Regions from separate parts of the Mus musculus genome. Here regions 1, 2, 3, 5 and 6 are each linked to region 4. The links are chromatin contacts, called in public HiCAR-type, HiChIP or PLAC-seq and promoter capture Hi-C maps. All regions are on one chromosome and are shown on one strand. The core of a region is the stretch at or near the end of the contact, and the rest is flanking DNA. Distances in the headings are between cores, read along the strand shown. Region 1 overlaps Sgtb (small glutamine-rich tetratricopeptide repeat (TPR)-containing, beta). Region 2 holds the start of Adamts6 (a disintegrin-like and metallopeptidase (reprolysin type) with thrombospondin type 1 motif, 6). Region 3 holds the start of Srek1ip1 (splicing regulatory glutamine/lysine-rich protein 1interacting protein 1). Region 4 holds the start of Dimt1 (DIM1 dimethyladenosine transferase 1-like (S. cerevisiae)). Region 5 overlaps Nln (neurolysin (metallopeptidase M3 family)). Region 6 holds the start of Ppwd1 (peptidylprolyl isomerase domain and WD repeat containing 1).

Region 1 (3,780 bases), core at 587-3,086, 2.8 Mb before region 4:
GAGCGTGCTGTAGAGCTCTTTGATTACATAGTGGACAAGTAGATCACATCCAATTCAGGCATTTATAGCTTATCTTCAGGGTTTGGTTTTCCTCCTCATCTTCAACAAGAGACTGTTTGTTTCCCAAGGAGAAACCTTTAGCCTGGGCTGGAGAGAGGGTTCAGGTGGTAGAATTTGCCTTGCTACCAGGAAGACATGAGTTCAATTCCCTGAAGAAATTGAAAACAAAAAACCAAAAACCTGGCAGTGATGACACATCTTGTAATTTCAGGGTTGGAACCTAGGGACAGAGGATCCCTGGGGCTCCAGGCCTGTGAGCCAGCCTAGACTGTAACAAAGCCTTCTGGCCAGTCAATAAACCCTGTCTTTTTTTTTTTTTTTTTTCCGTGCGGCTTTTTAAAAATATTTTTTTTACTAGATATTGTCTTCATTTACATTTCAAATGCTATCCCAAAAGTTTCCTATTACCCCCCCCCCCCGCCCTCCTTCCCTACCCACCCACTCCCACTTCTTGGCCCTGGTGTTCCCCTGTATTGGGGCATATAAAGTTTGTAAGACCAAGAGGCCTCTCTTCCCAATGATGGCCAACTAGGCCATCTTCTGCTACATATGCAGCTAGAGACACGAGCTCCAGGGGTACTGATTAATTCATATTGTTGTTCCTCCTATAGGGTTGCAGACCCCTTCAGCTCCTTGGGTACTTTCTTTAGCTCCTCCATTGGGGTCCCTGTGTTCCATTCTATAGATGACTGTGAGCATCCACTTCTGTATTTGCCAGGCACTGGCATAGCCTCACAAGAGACAGCTATATCAGGGTCCTTTCAGCATAATCTTGCTGGCATATGCAATAGTGTCTGTGCTTGGTGGCTGATTATGGAATGGATCCCCGGGTGGAGCAGTCTCTGGATAGTCCATCCTTTCATCTTAGCTCCAAACTTTGTCTCTGCAACTCCTTCCATGGGTATTTTATTCCCTATTCTAGGGAGGAATGAAGTATCCACGCGTTGGTCTTCCTTATTCTTGATTTTCTTGTGTTTTGCAAATTGTATCTTGGGCATTGTAAGTTTCAGTGAGTGGATATCAAGTGACTTCTTTTGTGATTGGGTTACCTCACTCAGGATGATATCCTCCAGATCCATCCATTTGCCTAAGAATTTCATAAATTCATTGTTTTTAATAGCTGAGTAGAACTCAATTGTGTAAATGTACCATATTTTCTGTATCCATTCCTCTGTTGAGGGACATCTGGGTTCTTTCCAGCTTCTGGCTATTATAAATAACGCTGCATCCAATATATACAAAGAGCTCAAGAAGCTGAACTCCAGAAATTCAAATAACCCCATTAAAAATGGGGTACAGAGCTAAACAAAGAATTCTCAACTGAGGAATACTGAAGGGCTGAGAAGCACTGGAAAAAATGTTCAACATCCTTAATCATCAGGGAAATGCAAATCAAATAAACCCTGCCCTAAAACACACAAAACGCACTGCACCCAAGGACCAATACTAACAGTTGTCCTTTCACTTCCATGGGTGCACTTGCCCTCATGTGCACCAGTACACACATGAGATGTACAGAAACGCACACCACACACCCCCATGGGAACTCTCTGTCCTGCAAAATAATGCTGTGTAGAACAGTGGTGATATTATGGCTCTAAAACTTGTGTTCATAGGAAAAATTCCCTCTGAAAGTCCTACAGCATCTCCAGTTCAGTTTATTCCGCTTTTGTCCTGCAGGGGGCAGCAGTTTGCGCAGCAGATACAACAGCAGAATCCGGAACTCATAGAGCAGCTGAGAAACCACATCCGGAGCAGATCGTTCAGCAGCAGTGCAGACGAACACTCCTGACTTGACCAGGACCCTCGCCCCAGTACAAACATTCTGACGTGTACACTTGTAGATAATAGCCAAAAACAAAGTAACAAAACCCACCCTATACAGAGTCTGAACATAACGGAGGAAAGTCTCCTGTGTAAACCTGAGAGAATACATCTGTTTAGATAATAGTTTACCACAAGCAGACTTGAACGTAATCCAGACAGACTCCTTTGGAAAGCAGTGATCAGTAGCCTTGTTAAGGGTGAATACAGCCTGGGGACAAGGGTCCATCCATTTTAAAACTTTTATCATCATATTTGTATATTAGACTTAGTACAGAGTATATTTATTGAATAGTAGGGCTATTTATTGGAAAGTTCGTTAGCTGCAGGTTTCCCTAGGCAGTGGTCTTGAGCGGGGCGATGCTGGTTTAGAAGACACGTGCTTGGCAGCACGTCAGAGAGAAGCGCTGGCACGCGCTACCATCAGTGACGCGTGTCTATCGAGAGTGGCACTTGGAAGATACTGTGAATGCCCAGAAAGCGAAGGCAGTGTGCTCAGGTTTTCTGCATAGATTTTTTAAACTAAGCTTGTCTGTAGCTTCGTGTTTATAGCATTCGCATGGCCAGTTAAGTACATAATGAAACATACTTAGAAATCCTTAATGATGCTGGTCAGGTCAGTGACATTACTGCCCCATTTAATTATCACAGCTTAAATGTCACAATTTCATTGCTGGAAAACTTACCTAGGGCAGTATCTCGTTACATTTAAAGAAGCCACTGACGTGTCCCCAGATTCCGGGTTTCCTAAGTGGGATTTAATTATGTGCCCATCAAAGACGACGACGACGATGACTATTTTTCTTGACCATTATTTGATGGCTAACAGAAGCATCCATCTCTAACATTGCTCACTTGTGTAATCCTTTGGTGCAGTTTGGCTTGGCATGTCGGTTCTTATGCTTAACTTTAATTTATTGCAATTTAAACGTAACAGGAGACTTCAACTGTCTTATTTTAAATTGGATGCCACACTGTGCATCTGGCGTGTGCTTAGTAGGAAGAAATGACACGAGCTATCGATGGGAGGACTCTTAGTGCACTGATGGATAAGAAGGCTCATTTCAAATGGAACTGGCTTATTAACCAAAAACTTGGTTCGTATCCCATCACTGCATTAGAGAGGAAATAAGTAGGAACAGAGAGTAGATGCCCCATGGAACAGATCCTGGAGCTGTTAAAGGACAACCAGAGCGCCTGGGAACACAGATCAGTGCATAGTGCTTGCCCAGCATGTGTGAGGCCCTGGGTTACCCCTTCCCTAGTACTGCATGCAAAGGGAATGGCGGTGAGTCCCAGCACGTGGGAGGTAAGGGTCAGGACCAGGAATTCAGCATCACTCTTGGCTACACAGTGAGTACAATGCTAGCCTGGGCTACAGGACCCCTGTCTCGAAAACAAAAACCCCCAAACACCCCAGTAGAAAAAAAACCCGACCCAAACAACAACAAAACAGACAATTAGAAAACCTCATGACTTGCTCTAGATTTCTGTATTTAACAACTTTGGGAAACAAATCTTTGTGAAGAAGATAAGCTGAATAGGCCTGTCTTGTTAAAAAAAAAAAAATAAGGCTCAGATGATTTCAGTGGTCTTGGGAGAGAAGGATATCCCTTCTCTTTAACTCTTTCGGGAAGCAGACAAGGAAGAAACAGCCCCCAACTCATGTGAGCAGTAGGACTCGGATAAGAATTCCCAGCTTGGGAACTCTATCTTCATGTGCTGATGCCCCTTGCTGAAGGCAGCTCTTCTTAGGTGGGACACAGGAACCAGTGCATCTTTCACTGCACGTTTCTAGTTTTGTTTCTTTGGGAAGGAAGGACCAGACAGCCAGATGTTGTCTCCCATTTCCACAGATTTTCTTTCCAGTCAGGACACCCTTCACTCTTCGGGTCT
Region 2 (3,448 bases), core at 229-2,728, 2.7 Mb before region 4:
CCCCCCCCCCCCGCCCCCTCACTTGTGGCTTTCCCTGGTGCAGTTTAAAACACCATCTAGTCTCTCATCTGGAAATAATGCAATACTCCCCACCCCCTTTTCCTTTTATAGGTCCACATAACCTGAAGTCGATAATCACATGGAAAATGTGCAGGTCTCAATTTCGTTTCCTTTTTATTCTTTTGGTGGTATTTTCACTTGTTGAAGTATATATTCAACACACAGGCGTTTTGTTCATGTCTTTAAGTCTTGAAATTTTGCTCTACTGATCTGACTCCTTACATGACAAAATTTATGAATAACTTTTAAATATTTACTGCAGAAATTAAAATAAAACAAACAAACAAAAGTCAGAGAATGACACCAAAAATTCTAACAGTGACATTAGTCTACCCACCCCATCCCCCACCCCCTACCCCGTGCCTTTCCTTTTTCCAAGAAACTGTAAATAACAAACCAGACAAGACTCCGCAAGAGGTTAGAGGAGGAGGAAATAGGCGGGGTGGGTTAGGGGAGAGAGGTTAGAGGGCCGGAGTTTCTCTCATTCACAGGGTGGAAAAGTTGACATTGTCTAAGCCCTTCTGAATGGCTGGTGGTTGGATACCCCGATTGTACCTCTACTTCCCCTCCCCCTCCACGTGACGACCCAGGACACATGCGCACCCGACGCAGCCGAGGCACATCTGCAGACTGACGTCAGTTTGTTCTGCCTCTGAGGAAAGCTGCCAAAATTTTCTTCTGCTGCAATTGAAGTTGGCTTGGGGCCGGCAGTGAGCTCGAGGGCTACTTCAACAAAACTTTTCCTGCCCTTCCTGCTCCTCTTGTCTTCTCTCTCCTGATACCTTTTGATGCTCTGCACATGTTATTTGCATAGCAAAGGCACTAAGCTGTCCAGGAAGAGAGGGCACCACTTCCACCCCTAATAAGCCTTTCCCCTCCTCTTTCTTTTTTCCTTTTTTTTTTTTTTTGAGGGGGGGTGGGTGGGGGGAGGGAGGGAGTTGGGGGTTGCAAAGCACTTCTCAGGTTGATAGCCTTGGATGTATTGAACGGATTTTTTTCTTTTCTTTTCTTTTTTTCTTTTCTTTTCTTTTTTTTTTTTTTTAACTGCCAAATCGGAAAGTCTGTTCTTTAAAACTCCAGTTAGCGAGACTATAGGGTTTTATTCTGGCTGCAGAATAACTGGCTGGTGTGGCTTTGCAAGGGGGGGCGGGCAGGCAAAAAGAAAAGACAGAAAAGAATACGTGAGTCGTCCAGTGCAATCTCTATTGTTTGAAATTTACTTTTTATCAGAATTTGAAGATGAAAACGGTAAGGAAGACTTCACAATATTCAATGAAACCTTAAAAAAAAAAACCCAACAACTTGTGCTTTGCTTATCTTCCGAAAAACGCTTAGATATTCTCTCTCTGTCTCTCTCTCCCTCTCCCTCTCCCTCTCTCCCCTTCTCTCCCTCTCTCTCTCTCCCTCCCCCTCTTCTCTCTCTCTCTCTCTCTCTCTCTCTCTCTCTCTCTCTCACTCTCTGTGTTGTGTCTGCGCGCGCGTGCGTGCTTTATGGCAAGAAGTGAGTTTCACTAAACTCACATTACAGATAGAAATCTTTTAAACTCTAGTCTACTCGTGGATGTAAAATTCCGGGGCTTACAGGTATTTTATAATGTGAAAATACGCGCTTATTGTATGAATTTGCATGTTGTGCGAAGTGGACTTGATTATGATCATCGTGGACTTTTAACTAATCACCAGATAGCGTGGAGAAGGTAATGATGATGTGTGTTTTTAATCGATTTCCAGACTTATGAAATTGCCTTCTGAGAATCCGTTTCATGTCAGTGTCTTTAGTATTCAGACAAGTGCATATTTCATGCCTGTGCTCTCAGGGTAGCAGTAGTGTGCTGGCTGAGCACCGATGCTCTAGGATATGTTAAGCTCTTAATAGGCTAATCAAAGAGATGAAAGCGTGTGGTTTTGATTTACTTTTGCCCACTTGGGCCATGCTAGACTCATAACTCTCTGGAGCCTTGTTTATCAGAGTATGTCTGTATATATGGTATATAAGACTGAAGTTCAGTGACTGGGGAGAGAGAACAAGAGTGCTGAAGGGAGTATTGGAAAATCTTTCTGATAATATATGCTATAATTCATGTTTTTGATAAGCTGTCCACTTGTATTAGGGGCAAAGAGAGCAAGCCAGAGTAAGAAAGCACACTGAGAGGGAACAAGAGAGTAAGTTTCTTACTCTTGTTTTTATTTGAGCTGCTGGTGCAACGCGTTTGGGCCAAATGCCAACTGTCTGGGTCACACGCGTTTTATCCAAATAGATTTAGCGCTGCTGTCTGGAAATGGGCTGCTGAATGTTAACTTTAGGATCAACTCAACCAGGGCAGCTCAGACTGTTACCCTCTGTCTGGATGAGGTGGAATGGGAAGGGGGGTTGTGTGTGGGAGGGTGTGCAGAGAAGAGGGGAGAAAAGGGAAACCAAACCATTGCTTGGAACTTTAAAAAAATACACTGAATATAATTTTCAATTTACTCTCTTGTGTTCAGAATTTTTGTACTATTTTTTCTTTCTTTTTCATTTCTTTTCTTAAGATTATTTTGATTAGACTGAACTATTTAGTGGTGAATTTGGAGCCCTTAAAATTCATGACAGGGAAAGAAAGGCAATGTAAAACTTAAAGGCGTCTTAGAAAATTAATTTTGAAGATGATTATTTTCCCCAAAGCAGCAGTGCAGCCTTGTTTATATTAACCTGATGCTTACATGTGAATAGTAGTGATGTTTTTGGAGTGTGCTACATTAAAGCAAATCATTCATTTATCACAACTGGCAGCAAATTTTTCTGTGTAGTTATATTAATATTTTTTGTTATTCCTCAGAGTAAATCTTCCAATCATTTAAGACTGAAATATTGTAAATAATTTTTATGTTTAGTCTAAAAACCTGCAAAATTTCTCTCTATTCTTGTCTGTTTTTACTACTTCCTCTTCATTTCCTTAGCAACCAAAAGTAGCTACTAGTGGTTTAGGGTGGGTCTGTGTGCCAAATCTTGCTGTTTGTGAGCTTAGCAACAGATGAATTGAGTTATCATATTGAGGAAAGGTAATAGCATATTTGGATTTTGTGGGAAGGGGGAGAAAAAAGATGTAGATAATTTGTCATAGTTTTACAAAAACAAATCCAAAACCAAAGTTGGTTATCAGTATTTTACACTAATACCAAGGAAGAGAAAAGTCATTTTTTAACGAAAAAAAAAAATGTTTCAATACAAGTATTTACCTTTAGCTTTGAGAGAATTATGGAATTTAGAGATTTATTTTGAGGAATTTTGTTTTGTATTGTTGCTTTTCTTAATAGATAAGTTTTGATCTTGTGTTTAATTATACTTTTCTTTGGTGACAAATCTTACAAAATTTATAAGTGATCAAAATCTTTTATAATTAGAATCTTA
Region 3 (3,652 bases), core at 1,073-3,572, 2.1 Mb before region 4:
CCGACAAGTACCTGGACTTTGTGTGATTTCTTTTTTCTTTCATTCTTTTTTAAAATGTGAGTTCTGTAACATGTGTCTTTAATCCCAGTGCTCTATGGTGAGCCAAGGAGACAAGAGGTTCTCCAGAAGCTCACAAGCCAGCGAGGCTGGCACAGGCAGCATCACACAACAAAAAGACGCTGCCTTTAATTAAGCTGAGAGAAGATAAGGGCCATCAACTAAAGTTATTCTCTGAACCTTCGAATGTGTGCAGTGGGACCAGCATGGAACAAGACACAGACACAAACAGACATAGACACACATACACACACACACACACACACACACACACACACAAAGTTTTAAAAATACTTGTTGTATGAATGAGCTCCTGTTCAGAAGTGCTTTTACTCTGTGGATATATCAAATCATTTCCTACAGTAAACAACTGTTTCCAGCACAGCTAAGGACTCATATGAAACCCTGTTTTAGTTCTTAAAAAAGAAGTCATTAGAGTCAAACAACTAAATGTGCCCATGAGGAATAACAGTTTAACTCCACCCTCACCTATGCTTAATACCTCTCAGAAGCTAAAGAAACAGCATTAAGTCATGTGCCTAGCTATTCTTTCGTAGTGTACGAACTCTACGTAAAGCAATGTTCTAGGCCAGTGGTTCTCAACCTTCCTAATCCTGTGACCCTGTAATACAGTTCCTCATGTTGTATTTACCCTCAACCGTAAAACTATTTCCAGCTATTTTATAACTGTAATCTTGCTGTTATGAATCCTAATATAAATATCTAATATGCGGGGTATCTGATATTCGACCCCTGTAAATGGGTTATTCAACCCAAGGGGTCATGAGCCACAGGTTGAGAACCACTGCTCTAGATGCTCATCTTCAACTCTATAGTGTTTGCATTCTATATAGGAAAGAAACCAAGGTAAGATACTGTTAAATACTGGGTAATTGCTGAGACCCAGGGCATCACTGAGATCTGCTATTTGATAGGCTTCTTTGTTACATTTGAACAGGTAAAATAGCAAACTAGAGAAATGAAGCGTGAAGGTTCTGCATTGTGGAATGGTCAGTCTATTTCATCTCTACACGCATTTATTCATTAAAATTAATATTGTCCTCTAGAAATATATAGCTCAGCATGAAATCTATCAGGGAATCTACTCCCATTCCTATGAAATAACATTCCTCACTCCTCCCCTGCTTCTAACTGACAATTATCTCAAAAGATATCTCCTCCAAGATGTTTTCCCCATCATTTCCTGTTTTCCCTCCATCACTGTCATGGCAATATAATCTCTTCTTCAATACCTCCCAAGCAAAGGCAGGTGTGTTCATGCACGTCTGTAATCCTGAGATAGGGAATTAGTATATATATACGTGTGTGTGTGTGTGTGTGTGTGTGTGTGTGTGTGTGTGTCTATAATACAGACACACATATAAAGGTAGAATACCAACCTTTGTATCATCAGCACCTAGTAGAGTGCGTGGTGCCAAAGAGGCCTTCAATAATGACTGTAGAGAATGCACGATCTCCAAGTTAAACAACAAGCAAAAGTGTACAATCTTGAGATAAGTCTTAAAAACAATAGACACTAGAAGGCGCTCACGTGAGTTGGATCAAGGAAGTTAAGGGGTCAGAAGACTAGCGAATAGGGAGGTTGCCCAAGAACTCTTTCAAAAATATGCTGAGACACGTCACCGTAAAGAATATAAATGCAACACTGGCCATATGCAGGGTGTGGAGAAGAGTCCTTTGGTCTTTCCACCTCTAAAATCCCCGATAGCTGCCCCTCCCTGCCCGCCCCCAGTCACCGTGTCCAGGAGGTAAGGCTCTCACCTTCCCATTAGTGGGCGGCTCCTGGATGTAGATGTTACTCATCTTGCTCAGTGCTCAGGACTCCGCTCCTTAGTGTGGCCGCAAGCGAATGGCGGGTCTCCGGCGAGGCCCACCTGTTAGCACACAATTCTTTAACCTGAGTATTTGGGGGAAAACTTCACTCGGTCAGAGTCGGACAAGACAGCCGTACTAATCACTAGTTACTCCCCAAACTAGCCCATCATGGACGCCGCCATGTTGCTCCCGGACCGGAGCACCGCTAACCCCGGGAGGGGGGACTTCCCTGTCCTTCAGGAAACTAGAAAAGACTATAGGACCTCTACAACTTTAGAGAATTTGTAGCGAGGTTTATAATACGAGCTAAAGGGCCAATCCGTAAATCCCGGGGCTGCGTCCAGGTCAGGCGATTGCAGATAGCACTCACCTCCCGAAGCGGGCCGAAATGGTTCCGACCGCGTGTGCTCCGCGGTAGGACACCCCTGGAAACTGCATCCACAGCCACTTAGTTCCGCCAACCCTAGATGTGCATCGGGCCTTCCCCTGCCCGGTGAAGTTGTAGTGGCCGGGTGGGAGAGATCCCTTTGGGAATGCGCTGTCCTCGCAACGGACCTGAACCTAACGTGATCTCGAAAGCCCAGGACTCCGACGATCCCACTCACCTTGCATCATGGCAGTCCCAGGTGAAGGTCAACCGCAGGGCTCTCTCACTCCAGAGGAATGAGACGAGCAGGGAAGCCCAGAGCACGGGGGTGGGTGGCAGCGAGCACTTGGGGAATCAGGCGAAGGCCTAAAAATTTAGATTTGGTCGGCTTACATGAAAAAGCTTATACTACAAGTTCAAAGCGGGGTGAGAAAGATAGGGAAAGATCATCTCTGTCATTCTTGGACAAGCCCAAACTGCACAGGATTAGAGGGAAAGTGTATTGTAAGAGGGACAAGGGACTTGGTGACAATGAGAACTGTAGGCCTAAGGGGACAACTTGCCCAGAAGACTGTAACTTTCACACGATTTCAAAATAAAATTCGAAATGTGAGCATTTTGCCGAATCCAGGTGGCTATACACATTATACTGAAAGTCGCCAAGAAGAGCACCTGAGGCTTGTTCTAGCACTTCCAGCCTGTAATTTCTATGTGGCTGCAGGCCCGCTGCTGTGCCCTTCCGGGCCTCAGTTTCCCTATCAGTTTCAAGACAGTGCTTTCTCGAATTAGATCTAAGATTCTTTGTAGGTTCCACTTTTGTGTTCAGAGGTTTCTAACCTAGAAACGGCAAACTGAGCTCCGGGGATGTTTTTGTTGCTCCAGTTTACTGGGGAGCCGCTAAGAACTTCCCCAAGCCGACTTTGTCAGAATGTGTTTCTGTAAAACCCTATTATCAAGCAGGTGTTTTTAAGAGATATACCCGCCTCGCATCTCGGAGATTCACAGTGCATAGTACTGTAGGAAAGACCCTCAAACTATTTGTGAAGCCCCAACTTTGCTTAACACTGCCCCTTCCCGCTACTGTTTGACCCCTGTCTTTGTTCCGTGGCAGCCTTTTCTGAACTTTATTCTAGAGATTACTGTTGCGGGGTGGGGCTGCTTCCTAACTTCTGCAGAGGAGCACTCCAGGAGCTGTGAAAAGAGAGGTGACTACATTTATTGAGTGTGTGGCAGTCAGCATGGTAGAAACCCTTGCTCTCCTAGAATTCGGGGGGGGGGGGATTTACAGAAAGTAGAACTAACGCTGGGGCGAGCAAAAACAGGACACCTAACAGGATCCAGAGTGTACAAAAGGATGTTCCAGATGAAAGCTAAAGAAAGGTGAGAGTGCAG
Region 4 (3,930 bases), core at 1,085-3,584:
CAGAGCAGGCAGATTTGTGAGTTCAAGGCCAGCCTGGTCTACAAAGTGAGTTCCAGGACAGCCAGGACTATACGGAGAAACCCTGTCTCGAAAAACCAAAACCAAAACAAACAAACAAACAACCCCACCCCCACACGCACCAGTTAACCTTAAAACGCCTTTGCTAACTCAATGACTGAGCACTGCTAAACCTCTTCTGCCACTCCAGGTATAATCGGACAGAGTGTCCATTAGCCACTCAAAAAGGAAAACTCACATGGCTGGTTGGCATTATCTCCTACAGCTCCTCCTTCTTCTTCCCCAGCTCTCTCCATTCTGCCTTCGTCCTCCCACTCAACTCTAAGTGTCCCTCCCCATTCTCAGTCATCGGGCGCTGGTATCTTTATTGATGGATCAAGAGCCAGTTGGAGAACCTGAGCATTAGAACTAACCCCTACACTGTCCTGATTCATTTCTTTTAGTTTTTTCTTCTGTTTTGTTCAAAAAGTAGTCAGATTCTTGTTTGTCCTGTTCATCACTGTCGTAATGCTGACAGTCCAGGAATGTCCATGCAGAAAAATTCTCAAATTACCAAAGCTGCCATTTTCGTGTACCTAGCCTAGGTTGTAATTGTTGTGGTCCTGATAGGTGTGCAGTGACCTTGCATCTGAAAAATGAACTGAAGGCCTTTCAGCATGGTCTCAACATCAGCTTTGGGGCCGAGTGTGAAGTCTAGCATGCGCAGTGCTGCTGCCATAGGGAAGAGAAGGCTGGCGCCATGTCCCTGGGAGGTAGACCAGGAGTCTGGGGTATTGCTAGGTGTGTGAGACTGCACACCTCCCCCTTTTAAAAATAAGCTATTTGTAAAAGCAGTGGTGATGTCATGTTCAGATTCCACGAAGGAACTTTGAATTGCTGAGTGCCAGTAACTGCGAGGGGAAGCTTAAGTTCCAGAAAGAAAAACAACGCCATAATTTTTTTTTTTTTTTTTTTTTTTTTTTTTTTTTTTGCTAATCGCGTATTTTGGCTTTTGTAACTGTAGTTAGCTTGCAACTGCGGGATGGGAACCTTGAGGGCTTTCCAGGCTCAGAGATGAATGAACTTGGGTCCGGAATACCCAGCTGTAGTCACCTGCGGCTGGAAGAAAGGCTTTCCATTGGCTCATAGGCAGTGTTCAAGTGCTCCTTGGTGGGAACCCCATAATAGTCGACTATAAATAAAAGATTATATTAGGATATTTTAGAACTTTCCCTGTGCTCGAATTACAGCAAAGAAAGGAAGGACTAAAACCTAGGCTACGAGAAAAAAAAAAAAAAAAAAAAAAGCCGGGCGGTGGTGGCGCACGCCTTTAATCCCAGCACTTGGGAGGCAGAGGCAGGCAGATTTCTGAGTTCGAGGCCAGCCTGGTCTACAAAGTGAGTTCCAAGGACAGCCAGGGCTATACAGAGAAACCCGGTCTTGAAAAACAAAACAAACCAAAAACCAAAACAAACAAACAAAAACCTAGGCTACGGAACAGGTTCTTAGCAGTAGCCTTTGGTGGTTGATTGCAAAGACTTTCTTCAGCGCACAAACAGAAAAATTAAAACCGAAACATTACACTGGCAAGAAAAACAGCCATGAATCTTTTATTCTGTATGTTACAGCCCGGCGTATAATCCCATTACAATATCCAACACATACCTGTAATCAATCCCATTTACAGGGTTTTGAAATTGTTATAGCCTTTATCTTTCAATAAATAAACATTGAGAGCAGCATATTTTAACTATGACATTCCAGTGCTGGAACTCAGCAAAACGACGAGAAAATGAACAAAAAGCATAGAGAAGTAACCAGTAAGTGCCGTGTTGGAACGAGAGCTAATTCTAATCTAACTGCTTTCCACAACGGAGAGACATGTTACCCTAAACCACCAAGCTCCGTGTCCATCGAGCCTAGGCTTCTCAGCCCACAACCTGCAGGGAAACAGGAGAGACACGAGAGATCTTTCCGCAGATATCAGAATGTCCCAGGGCAGTGCCAAATGAAGCACCCAATTTGCCGAGACCCAACCAATCCTAACTGCCTGCCTGAGCGGCGCGGTTTCCTCTGGGAAATCGGGCTCTTGGGGAAGTTGTTGCTCCAGCTAAAACTCTAAAATCCGGTGGCTAACCCGCTGGAGCCAGCCTTGCCTCCGGAGGAGCTCACCAGACAGAAACTACAATCTCAGCAGCCACTGGGCTCGAGTCCGCCTTGCCGCGGGAGGAGCCCATAAGAGACTACAATTCCCAGCAGCCACTGGGCTCCGGCCTGCCGCTGACTGGGTGGGTCGGTGATCGCAGTGGGCGGGGAAGTGGGCCTCTCGGGCGCCTAGTCGTGACGGCGACTGAGGGCGACTTCCACGCGGTTCCCGGCTGCTTTCGCTTGGCACAGGGACTCCTCCGAGAAGATGCCGAAGGCCAAGTCCGCAGCGAGTAGCCGCCGGCGGGATCGTCAGGAGCAGCGCCGGGAGCTGAAGCGAGCTGGAGGTGCGGTGTGGAGGATGCTTGGGACTGACCCGCGGCGGGGGAGCCCTACGGTGGCCTGCGCCTCTAGCCGCCCCGAGGAGGGTGGGCGCTCAGCGCTGACCCTTCCCCGCGCGCGCCTGGTCTTCCTTGCCAGCAGGAGGGATGGATGGACTCAAAGATACATCCCAACCCCGGCCGGGAGCGCGGCGCTTGTGGATGCATTGGAGCAGAAACCGTCCCGGGTCCATCCTGCTTCTCTGGGACGGCCTGAGATCGGTTCTTGAAAAGTTGGGAAATTAAGGCTGCTTCGTGTTTTATTTCAGGACTCATGTTCAACACAGGGATCGGACAACACATTTTGAAAAATCCTCTAATTGTTAACAGCATCATCGATAAGGTGGGTGTTAACGATGAAAGGCAGAGCGTTTGTGGATTGTATTTTTCTGACTACTTAATGCCTGTATGCCTAAGTTGCATGCCCATAATTATCCCAGCATTTGGGGAAGCTGAGGCAGGGTGATATGCTCGACCGCAGCCTACATACTAAGAAAATATAAACCAAGATAGGGTGCCTGACAGAATAGTTGCTCTGTATGTATATGTTGGATGGGTTGAGAATTGCCCAGTGATTTCCAGATTATTTCCACTTTTTGGAGGCTCCATCTTGTTTTTGGAACTGGGTCTCATGTAATTCAGGGTGGCCTCAAACATGGTGTGTGTCAAAGCCAGCCTTGAACTCCACTTTGCAAGCGTGTATCATTTTGATCACTTTCTAAGTACATCATCGTTACTCTTTTTATTCCAGACCGTAAATTTACGTCCAAATCACACTGAGTTTGTTCCTCAGGAAAAGATATGGTACTGCATATGAACTGTTTGGAGGATTCCTTCTGTATGGGTTACTGTGCTGTGCTTATGGAGGATTGAGGGCCTGGAGGTAAAATACAGACGGTACAGGGAGCATCCTGGAGCCATAGAGTATAGTTCTCCAGTCTCACCGAATATTCTACTCATAAGCATATGCACACTGGTAACGTTTTGTATGGTTACTATATTCTTAAAACTGTACAGTGGTTAAGAATTGAGAAATCTTTTCCATTTGAATGCACTCTTTCCCATTTGAACTCTTTGGAAGTTACAATTAGTTACAGTTTGCTGGAATTATTGCCAATGTAGAAAGCAGGAACCCACCAGTAGAACCGATTGCTCTTGCTTTTGTTCTGGCTCCAGAAGCTGAGTATATCCCCTAAGTTAGGAAATACAGGTTTTCACTTATACCTAATGCCTTTGAGGTACTACTGCTGTTAACCACATAAACCCTGAAAAAAATGAAGCCAGAGTAAAATGTCTTTAACTGTACATTGATAAACAGAAACAGTCACTTACAGACTTTGTGTTCAAGTGGGCCAGAGCATAAAGGAGTTGTGTTTATTTATAGGCTGCTTTAAGACCTACCGATGTG
Region 5 (3,541 bases), core at 365-2,864, 2.9 Mb before region 4:
TTCTGGTTTGCATGGTCATGTCATAGTGCCGTTCACCAAGCTGAAATTCAGAACTAGGTTAGAATGGGACTTTCTTTCCCTTTGGGACAGTGGTGTTGGGTAGGAAACGCAGGCTCTGAGAGCGGGTGGTGGTAGGAAGGAGCCCTATGTGCATTAGCTTCCAATGTGTTTGCTTGGTGACACCAGCAATGTCCAAGTGAGATGTGTCCTGGCATCTGGAACTCAGCAATGTCCAAGTGAGATGTGTCCTGGCATCTGGAACTCAGCAATGTCCAAGTGAGATGTGTCCTGGCATCTGGAACTCAGCAATGTCCAAGTGAGATGTGTCCTGGCATCTGGAACTCAGGGGTGAACAATGAGCACAGACCTGCGCTATCTCTGCAGCACCCGTGGGAGACTTGCAATACCATGCTAGAGAGCCTAAGCTTGGGTGGGCATGGCAGCTCAGCCTGTGCTCTCAGCACTTAGGAGGCTAGAGAGCCTGGGCTATCCAGTGAGTTCCAGGCTAGCCTGGGCTTCACAGTGATCCCTGTTTCCAGTAAGGAAACACAAGCAGAAAACCTTTAGTGAAGGCCTGAAAAGGAACTGTACTCTAAATAAGCTCTCTGGTAGCTGATTTTTAAGGACAAAAGAGACTCCCCTCTCAGTAAATTACAGTAATCTAGATAAACAACATGAATTAAAAGGAGCAGTAGTAGAAAAAAATAGATTCAAGAAATATCCAAGTGAATTTTTAAAAGCAGCAGAATTTTATAAAGGTTGAAATGCTACAGAGTTTCTAGTTTGGGTACACTGGCAAGTGAGATGGGCTTTGGGAATACCTACTAGGTAAGTGTCAGATGTGACTGCTTTATACTCAAGTGCCTATGAAAGACAGGGGTGTACCAGTGTGCTGGTTTTAAAACTCTATTTTTTAAATGTATTAATTTTTATTTTATGTGCATTGGTGTTTTGCCTGCCTGTATGTCTGTGTGAGAGTGTCAGATCTTGGAGTTACAGACAGGTGTAAATTGCCATGTGGATGCTGGGACTTAAACCTGGGTACTCTGGGAGAGTAGTCAGTGCTCTCAACCACTGATCCGTCTGCCCGGTCCTCTTATCTATTATAAAAGTGTGTGTGTGTGTGTGTGTATGTGTGTACATGTGTATATGTAAATATATGTATATGTGTATATATATTCACATTCACACACACACACACACTCACTCACATGTTCGTGTGTGAATGCAGGTGTTTGGGAGTAGGTGTTTTCTTTCTACCGTAAGTTCTGGAGACTGAATTCAGGCCAAGCTTGGTGGCAAGCACTTTCATCTTGCTGGCCCAAGTGTGGTGATGTGGAGCTGGAGACAGGACCGGAGACAGCTGGAGTGAGGAGTAGGAGGGAGAAATACAAACCTCTCTGACAGAATTGTGTCACCTATGGAGAATTCGCGCGTGGGTTAGTTCCTTTTGCTATGATCAAGTACTTGAGCAGAAGCAGCTTAAGAGAAGAAGGGCTTGTTTGGGCTTATGGTAAAGGGAATGCTGCTATTGTGGCCTGGTGGGAGTGTCCACAGAGGCATGGTGTAACTGGTCACGTGGCAGTGAGTCAGCAAGCAGAGTGGTCAGGGAGCAGGGCCAGGCTATAAAACCCCAATGGGACTCCTCCAGCAAGGCTCTGCCTCCTAAAGATTCCACAACTCTCTAAAACAGTGCCTTAGCTGGGACCATGTGTCCAAACACAGGAACACATGGGGAACCCTCTACATTCAAACCACATGAGTACAGCAACAGAGGACTCTGGCCAAGCAGAGGAAAGGAACTGAGCAGTAGGTGGATGGAGGGAGGGTTCCAGAGGGATACAGTGTGGAAGCTGGAGTGTGTATGTAGGTCGGTTAAAGGAAGGAAGTTGGCAGGGAGGCACACGGAAAGGGTCAGAACAGGGGCCTGAGAAAATCCACCACTCAGACTCAGATCAGAGGATGCTGGGGGAGACTGCTCAGCTCCAAGGACAGTGATGAACTTAATGGCTCTGGAATGACACGGAGATCAACCAGCGCAGGCTGGAAATTGTTCCATTCCGTGACTGACAGCCCAAACTCGGTATCACCTGATCACTGGTTATCCTGCCTTGTTCTTGGCAGCCACGCCAGTCTTCCAATTGCAAACAACATGGGATTTTAAGAGCTTTTCCCTAGGTGCTGTTTGTGCTATCCTGCTCTTAGTAGGTAGTTTAGTTAGCAGAAAAATAACATCTCACAATTAACACTGTTCACAATCTCTTTATCAGACTGGTGTTTTAATGAGTAGAGAACTAGAACTCTGATTCTCTGATCTTTCATTTTTCCTCTTCAAACATCTCGTCAGGAGGTTGCCTAGGTCCTCCCCCTCCTCACTGATACAGCTCTGTAGCGTCTTTTCCAGGTGGAGGTGATGGAACCTGGGCCTTGTCCATGTTAAGCACCTGTTCTACCACTGAGCACCCTTCAGTATCTCAAGTTCTTAATTACCCAGGCCCTAGCATTCCTCTCTGCCTTGGGTGGAAGGGGGATGCAGTAAGTTACAATGCTTGGTATCAAACACTGGGCTACATTTTCAATACAGTAACCCCTCCAGTCTTTACAAAGATTGTAGGAGGCATTTAATACTCGCTCCCTGTTAGTTTAGTGAGACGGCATGACTGTGAAACCTCTGTGGACCTCAGGATCTGCACAGCACACTCCCTCTCTCAGCTGATTTTTCTTAGTTCTGAGCAGCCCTCGTCTTCTCACCCACTGCTATTTTAAGTTATGGTAAACAAGGGATTAGAGAACACTGGTCTCTCTACGTCCAAATCCCATGTCCTTCAAAGCCCAGCTGTGACACATAAGTCACGCCATTGTCCCTATTTCTATCTTGGACGTGACTCCTCTCCCTTGAACTGCCACATCAATTTCTCTACTACCACCTAAGGGGTTTATCATCTTCACATTTGTACTCCAATCACTTAAGTGTAATTCTGTACCATTACTATACTGCGTTTCCTATGCCTTCTAACAAGCAAAACACAAACAAGATAAGAATTAGTCCTGGTTGGAGAGATGACTCAGCAGTTAAGAGCACTGGCTGCTCTTCCAGAGGACCTAGGTTCAATTCCCAACAGCCACAGGGCATCATAGCTCTTTAACTCTAGGTCCAGGGGATCCAACACTTTCACAGAGACGTACGTGCAGGCAGGCAAAACATCAATGCACGTGAACTAAAAATAATTAATTATAAAAAGTCTGCTTGCACACTTACCACACAGCATTCCCTAGGCTGTTATCCATGGCATTGCTCACTGTCAGCTACATTATAGGTCTGCATGATACATCTTTCTCTGAAACAGTGTTTAGAAAAAAATGCTTCTAATAATTCTGTTTATTAAAATATTCCTGTTATTTTTTTAATTTACGTGCATGTATGTATGACACTTGTATGCAGATGCTCTCAGAGGCCAGAAGAGAGTATCAGATTCTCCGAAGCTAAATTTACAAGCTGTTGTGAGCCACTGAATGTGGGTGCTGGGAACAGAACTCCAGG
Region 6 (3,685 bases), core at 937-3,436, 2.7 Mb before region 4:
GTGCCTAGGAACATTGGAGTCACACCAATCCTGGGCTGCTTATTTCATAAAAGTGGTACTCCAGTATCTTTTTAATGCTGTTGTTTATTGGAATTTTCTGTAGTGAATATTTTCCTATATTCCAGATTGCTTTTGTTGTTCACTAATTCATTTAAATATATTCAAGGGAACATGCACAGAAAGAAGAGAAAGACATAATTATTTTCCTTAGGAAATAGTTTATTTTAAGACAGGCAAGATGGCTCCGAGTAACAATGCTTGCCTCTGGCAACCTGAGTTCAATCTTTGGAATCCACACAAAGGTGGATGTAGAGAACCAACTCTACAAGGTGACATTGTCCTCTGCCCTCCACTCTTGTACTAAGTATAAGCGTTCCCACCTCTCTGGTCCCACCAACACATAATATACCTGACACCCACATAGTATACATGCCTGCAAAACACCCTTACACATAAAATAATAGTAATAATAATAATAAATGTTTAAAAAATAGCTTAACTCAAAGTACTATAAAACAACCATATATCATTGTGAACATATACACACAAAAGTCTAATCTTGCCTACATTTCCAAAAATTTTAAATCACTAAGCACCTGTCATCCTCCCTCAAACTCAAACTCCATTGGTTGGCTTAAAAAAAAAATCTGGCTAAGGGAAAAGATTTTTCACATGATATACCTATTCCTGTCCCAACTCTATTGTTCATAAGACACTTGTTTCCTATGTCAGCATTTCAAAGTTTGGTTTTTCTTTTTCATTTTGTTTCGTTTTCCTTCCTAAATTATCCTTCCATTCTTTCCACCTAAGCAGTTCTTGTAGTAATATTTAGGTGAAATAATAACAGCACAAATGTTATAAAATATTCATTTAAACTTGTATGCAAAACACTGTATTGAAGTGTTGGAGCCGAAAGTACAAGATCCTTGTTCTTACATGATTAGGCTAGTAGTGTTCAGGAAGTCACATGAGTAAACACACAACTACAAAAAGTAGTAAGTGCCTCGAAGGCAAAAGCAGGATTGGGCAGAAAAAGTAAGGAGCTAACTAAAGGGTGTCACTATCCAATGTTCAAAAAGCACTGACCTAAAACCTAGACCTGTTAAAAAGCTAGCATGGTTAAAGGAGAGAAATGACTCCAGATAGAGACACTTCACAGTATCTGGACAGGAACGTAGAGGAGCCCTTGCTCAAGGACAAGGTAGGGTTTTGAGAATGGACAGAATTGGGAGTCCTGCTTGGGGAAATAAAGAGAGACAAACTGCCTCATAATCCATGTTAAGGTGTTTGGGCTTTGTTCTGAAAATAAAAGATTTTTAAATAGTTCCACAGTCAGAATTGAGATTAACGCGTGAGCGAACGAACACACACACACACACAACCCTAAGACATTTATGAAAAAGTTCCTAGAACAGTCTTTAAAACAGTAAATATTATCTCTTTACCAAACTTTAATATTATAAAATCTTGTTATTATTCACGTTAGTGGCAAAACTTTACTATATTGTCTCGAGTATGGCTTCATATCCAGCTAGCTTAAGCAACTTCCCCTGAGTTTGAAAATTCATTACTAGACGAGTCAGGGTTGAAAGCTTAAGTGTTTATGATTCTGAGAGCTCCTTCCCACACCTGCTCAATCAATATTAGGAATTCCAACTTCACACAGCAGCTATGAGGTCAAAAAAAGCATCCAAACACAGAAATACAGACAAGCACTAGTTTGTATCATCTCTGACAGTCAGGAATCAACGGTGTTCCTTTTTTTTTTTTTTTTTTTAACACGCCATACTAACACCAATTCACTCTTTAGGGAGGAAATGCAGTGAAGATCGTCCGTTCTAAGTGCACAAACCCACAATCTCACTCCCGCCCGTGGGCGTGCTTGAGATCAACCCTCCCACTCGGCCGGAGTAGCCGTCCAGCTTGCTCGCGGGCTCTCCGCTGCTACCTTTCCTCTTCTTGGCAAGGGTTGCCTCCACCGGTAAAGGCCCGACCCAGCGCTCTTCATTCTCATCATCATTTTCTTCGCTCCCCGCCACTGCCAGGGCCGGTTCTCGCTCGCTCAGTTCCGTTTTTTCTGATCCCTCTGGGTCTCGGCGCCTTCTCCTCCTCAGCTGCGAATCGCTCCCACTCTCGGTCGCCATGTCGTCCGAGGCGTTAGAAGAGACGCGACGACCGAGTGAACTAGGTTTCCCCGAGCCGCGGCGCAGCTTTTGTCCGTCAGCTGCCGGAAGCGCTTTTTGATTGGCTGCGGTGGGCGCAGCTGGTCCAATCAGCGAGCAGCGCGCGTAAACAGCGCGGCTTGGCTGTGTTGACGAGAGCGCTGAGGAGGCCGGAGGACTGAAGTGAGTTGAAACCGGCTCTGACTGGCAAAGGCCCCAGTTTTCTGTCAAGGAGGATGGCAGCTCGCGGGTTTGGGGGACCCAGGTACCCCCTAGATCGGACGCTTACGCCTTACGAACTGGAGGTCTCGCGCTTCTCGGCCTCTCGGGCCAATGCTGTTCTAGAACCTACCTGTTTTTTCCCGAAAAAGCCGAGGGGCGGGGTTGGAAGGAACTTTTTGTTAAAAAGAATGAAGTAGATTTCTATCAGCTAAACTATATATTGAAATTACTGTAATTTATAAGGTGGCCTCCCATTTAGAATATTCTTTTTGACTTGGAATGTGTATGTATGTGACGCGAGAAATTCACGAAGGGCCTGCGTGTTACGTTCCCGCGTCTCCACCTGCCTGCTCTATGTTTGACGATTAGCATATAGTCTATGAGCCTTTGCTATTTCTGGATCTTTATATTTCTGTATAGGTCTAGAATTTCCTCATCAAGTGCGACAGAGTTTTTGTCGCCTTTAAGATGTTAATTAAGATAAAAGAGGACAATTTGGGGGGAGTTGACATCTTCGCGTTATTGACACCTTTAACCTAGGAGCATGCTACCGTGTTCTGTCTATTCCAACAACAAAGCTGCATCCTGTACCACTTCTCCGTTGGTAATTTACAGGTTAAGCAATTTAAGACTTAAAAATTCCTTATGAGTAAAAAAATACATTGGGGCGGTGTTTATTCTGATTTACATCTGATGTTGTAAACTACAGGTCCTCTCTACATCCTTAAAATTACCTAACTGTACCTCATGATACACTATCATCTTTACAACAGCCATCTAGTAACCTTGCCCTGGATGACTATATTCATTAATATGCTATCTTTTGTTGTTTTAATTGGGCCACTAGTTAGTAATTTAAAGTGGGCTACTATCCAAAGTTGCTTTATATTCTTTGAGTTTTCTTAAAGACAAAAACAAAAAACAAAAAAAACCAACATTCTGTAACCTTTCCCCCTCTCCTCTTAAAATTTTGTTTGTAAACCTTATAGCCTTTATGTGATAAGCTATTTCTCTGAACCCTGACCCCTTCTGAGATAGGATTTTTCTTTTATGTCCTGACTGTCCTTGAAAGGACAGAGATTCGAATGCCTCTGCTTCTGCTTCCCAAGTGCTGGGATTAAAGGCAGGGGTCACACCACCTGGCTGTATCTGCTCTTAAAATTCAAATTCCTTGATACTTCCTCACAGTGGATCACCTTAGGTTCCATTTCACTTAGTTGGAAGAAGTAATTCAAACACACCTTCCACAAGCTCTTACCAATACATCTCCTCACCTACCTGAATTTTGCACTCTTGTTTTT

The links. Promoter capture Hi-C pulls out the DNA fragments that hold promoters and counts their contacts. HiCAR-type assays count read pairs that join an accessible place to other places. HiChIP or PLAC-seq counts read pairs in DNA pulled down with a chosen protein or histone mark.
Region 1: an H3K4me3 HiChIP or PLAC-seq map of pro-B cells shows a contact between it and region 4, with 8 times the contacts expected there. The contact joins the enhancer-like site here to the promoter of Dimt1 in region 4. A contact is called at or near these places in 8 of 39 promoter capture datasets (the 3T3-L1 cell line, the C10 cell line, cranial neural crest and 4 more) and 3 of 115 datasets of contacts at active chromatin or transcription factors (embryonic forebrain, pro-B cells and stem cell-derived neural progenitor cells).
Region 2: a promoter capture Hi-C map of pre-B cells shows a contact between it and region 4, with 11 times the contacts expected there. The contact joins the promoter of Adamts6 here to the promoter of Dimt1 in region 4. A contact is called at or near these places in 7 of 39 promoter capture datasets (the 3T3-L1 cell line, 3T3-L1-derived adipocytes, cranial neural crest and 3 more), 1 of 484 Hi-C or Micro-C datasets (B cells), 3 of 115 datasets of contacts at active chromatin or transcription factors (astrocytes, embryonic forebrain and pro-B cells) and 2 of 9 other capture datasets (adipose tissue and liver).
Region 3: a contact with region 4 is called in a promoter capture Hi-C map of pre-B cells. The contact joins the promoter of Srek1ip1 here to the promoter of Dimt1 in region 4. A contact is called at or near these places in 14 of 39 promoter capture datasets (the 3T3-L1 cell line, 3T3-L1-derived adipocytes, the C10 cell line and 9 more), 6 of 484 Hi-C or Micro-C datasets (CD4 T cells, CD8 T cells, Sertoli cells and 3 more), 10 of 115 datasets of contacts at active chromatin or transcription factors (the 230-238 cell line, double positive thymocytes, embryonic stem cells and 5 more) and 3 of 9 other capture datasets (adipose tissue, embryonic stem cells and liver).
Region 5: an H3K27ac HiChIP or PLAC-seq map of embryonic stem cells shows a contact between it and region 4, with 12 times the contacts expected there. The contact joins the enhancer-like site here to the promoter of Dimt1 in region 4. A contact is called at or near these places in 3 of 39 promoter capture datasets (pre-B cells, second pharyngeal arch cranial neural crest and stem cell-derived epiblast-like cells), 4 of 115 datasets of contacts at active chromatin or transcription factors (embryonic stem cells, forebrain and pro-B cells) and 2 of 9 other capture datasets (adipose tissue and liver).
Region 6: a contact with region 4 is called in a HiCAR-type map of astrocytes, with 12 times the contacts expected there. The contact joins the promoter of Ppwd1 here to the promoter of Dimt1 in region 4. A contact is called at or near these places in 17 of 39 promoter capture datasets (the 3T3-L1 cell line, the C10 cell line, the HPC-7 cell line and 11 more), 6 of 484 Hi-C or Micro-C datasets (CD4 T cells, cerebellum, megakaryocyte progenitors and 3 more), 10 of 115 datasets of contacts at active chromatin or transcription factors (the 230-238 cell line, acute myeloid leukemia, astrocytes and 7 more) and 2 of 9 other capture datasets (adipose tissue and liver).

Annotation. Positions count from the first base shown.
Region 1 is chr13:104,138,000-104,141,779 of GRCm38.p6, forward strand. Sgtb (small glutamine-rich tetratricopeptide repeat (TPR)-containing, beta) reads left to right here. Exons shown (of 11, transcript NM_144838.2): 11 at 1,741-3,780. The coding sequence ends at 1,852. Among named protein-coding and RNA genes, the nearest start is that of Sgtb, 30 kb to the left of the region's middle. Within about 2 kb of position 1,837, at least 72 of the 459 cell types and tissues checked have an H3K27ac peak or open chromatin away from gene starts, as enhancers often do. A contact at or near this core is called in pro-B cells, where this site is marked.
Region 2 is chr13:104,286,357-104,289,804 of GRCm38.p6, forward strand. Adamts6 (a disintegrin-like and metallopeptidase (reprolysin type) with thrombospondin type 1 motif, 6) reads left to right here and starts at 1,479. Exons shown (of 25, transcript NM_001081020.2): 1 at 1,479-1,644.
Region 3 is chr13:104,814,848-104,818,499 of GRCm38.p6, forward strand. Srek1ip1 (splicing regulatory glutamine/lysine-rich protein 1interacting protein 1) reads left to right here and starts at 2,323. Exons shown (of 5, transcript NM_026075.3): 1 at 2,323-2,519. The coding sequence starts at 2,507. It overlaps Cwc27 (CWC27 spliceosome-associated protein), which reads right to left and starts at 2,106. Exons shown (of 14, transcript NM_026072.1): 1 at 1,840-2,106. The coding sequence starts at 1,881.
Region 4 is chr13:106,944,795-106,948,724 of GRCm38.p6, forward strand. It overlaps Dimt1 (DIM1 dimethyladenosine transferase 1-like (S. cerevisiae)), which reads left to right and starts at 2,335. Exons shown (of 12, transcript NM_025447.4): 1 at 2,335-2,489; 2 at 2,792-2,865; 3 at 3,907-3,930. The coding sequence starts at 2,411.
Region 5 is chr13:104,093,332-104,096,872 of GRCm38.p6, forward strand. The region is part of intron 1 of Nln (neurolysin (metallopeptidase M3 family)); the gene reads right to left. Among named protein-coding and RNA genes, the nearest start is that of Nln, 15 kb to the right of the region's middle. Within about 2 kb of position 1,615, at least 90 of the 459 cell types and tissues checked have an H3K27ac peak or open chromatin away from gene starts, as enhancers often do. A contact at or near this core is called in adipose tissue and embryonic stem cells, where this site is marked.
Region 6 is chr13:104,226,658-104,230,342 of GRCm38.p6, forward strand. It overlaps Ppwd1 (peptidylprolyl isomerase domain and WD repeat containing 1), which reads right to left and starts at 2,187. Exons shown (of 11, transcript NM_172807.4): 1 at 1,949-2,187. The coding sequence starts at 2,144. Cenpk (centromere protein K) reads left to right here and starts at 2,309. Exons shown (of 10, transcript NM_001377093.1): 1 at 2,309-2,345.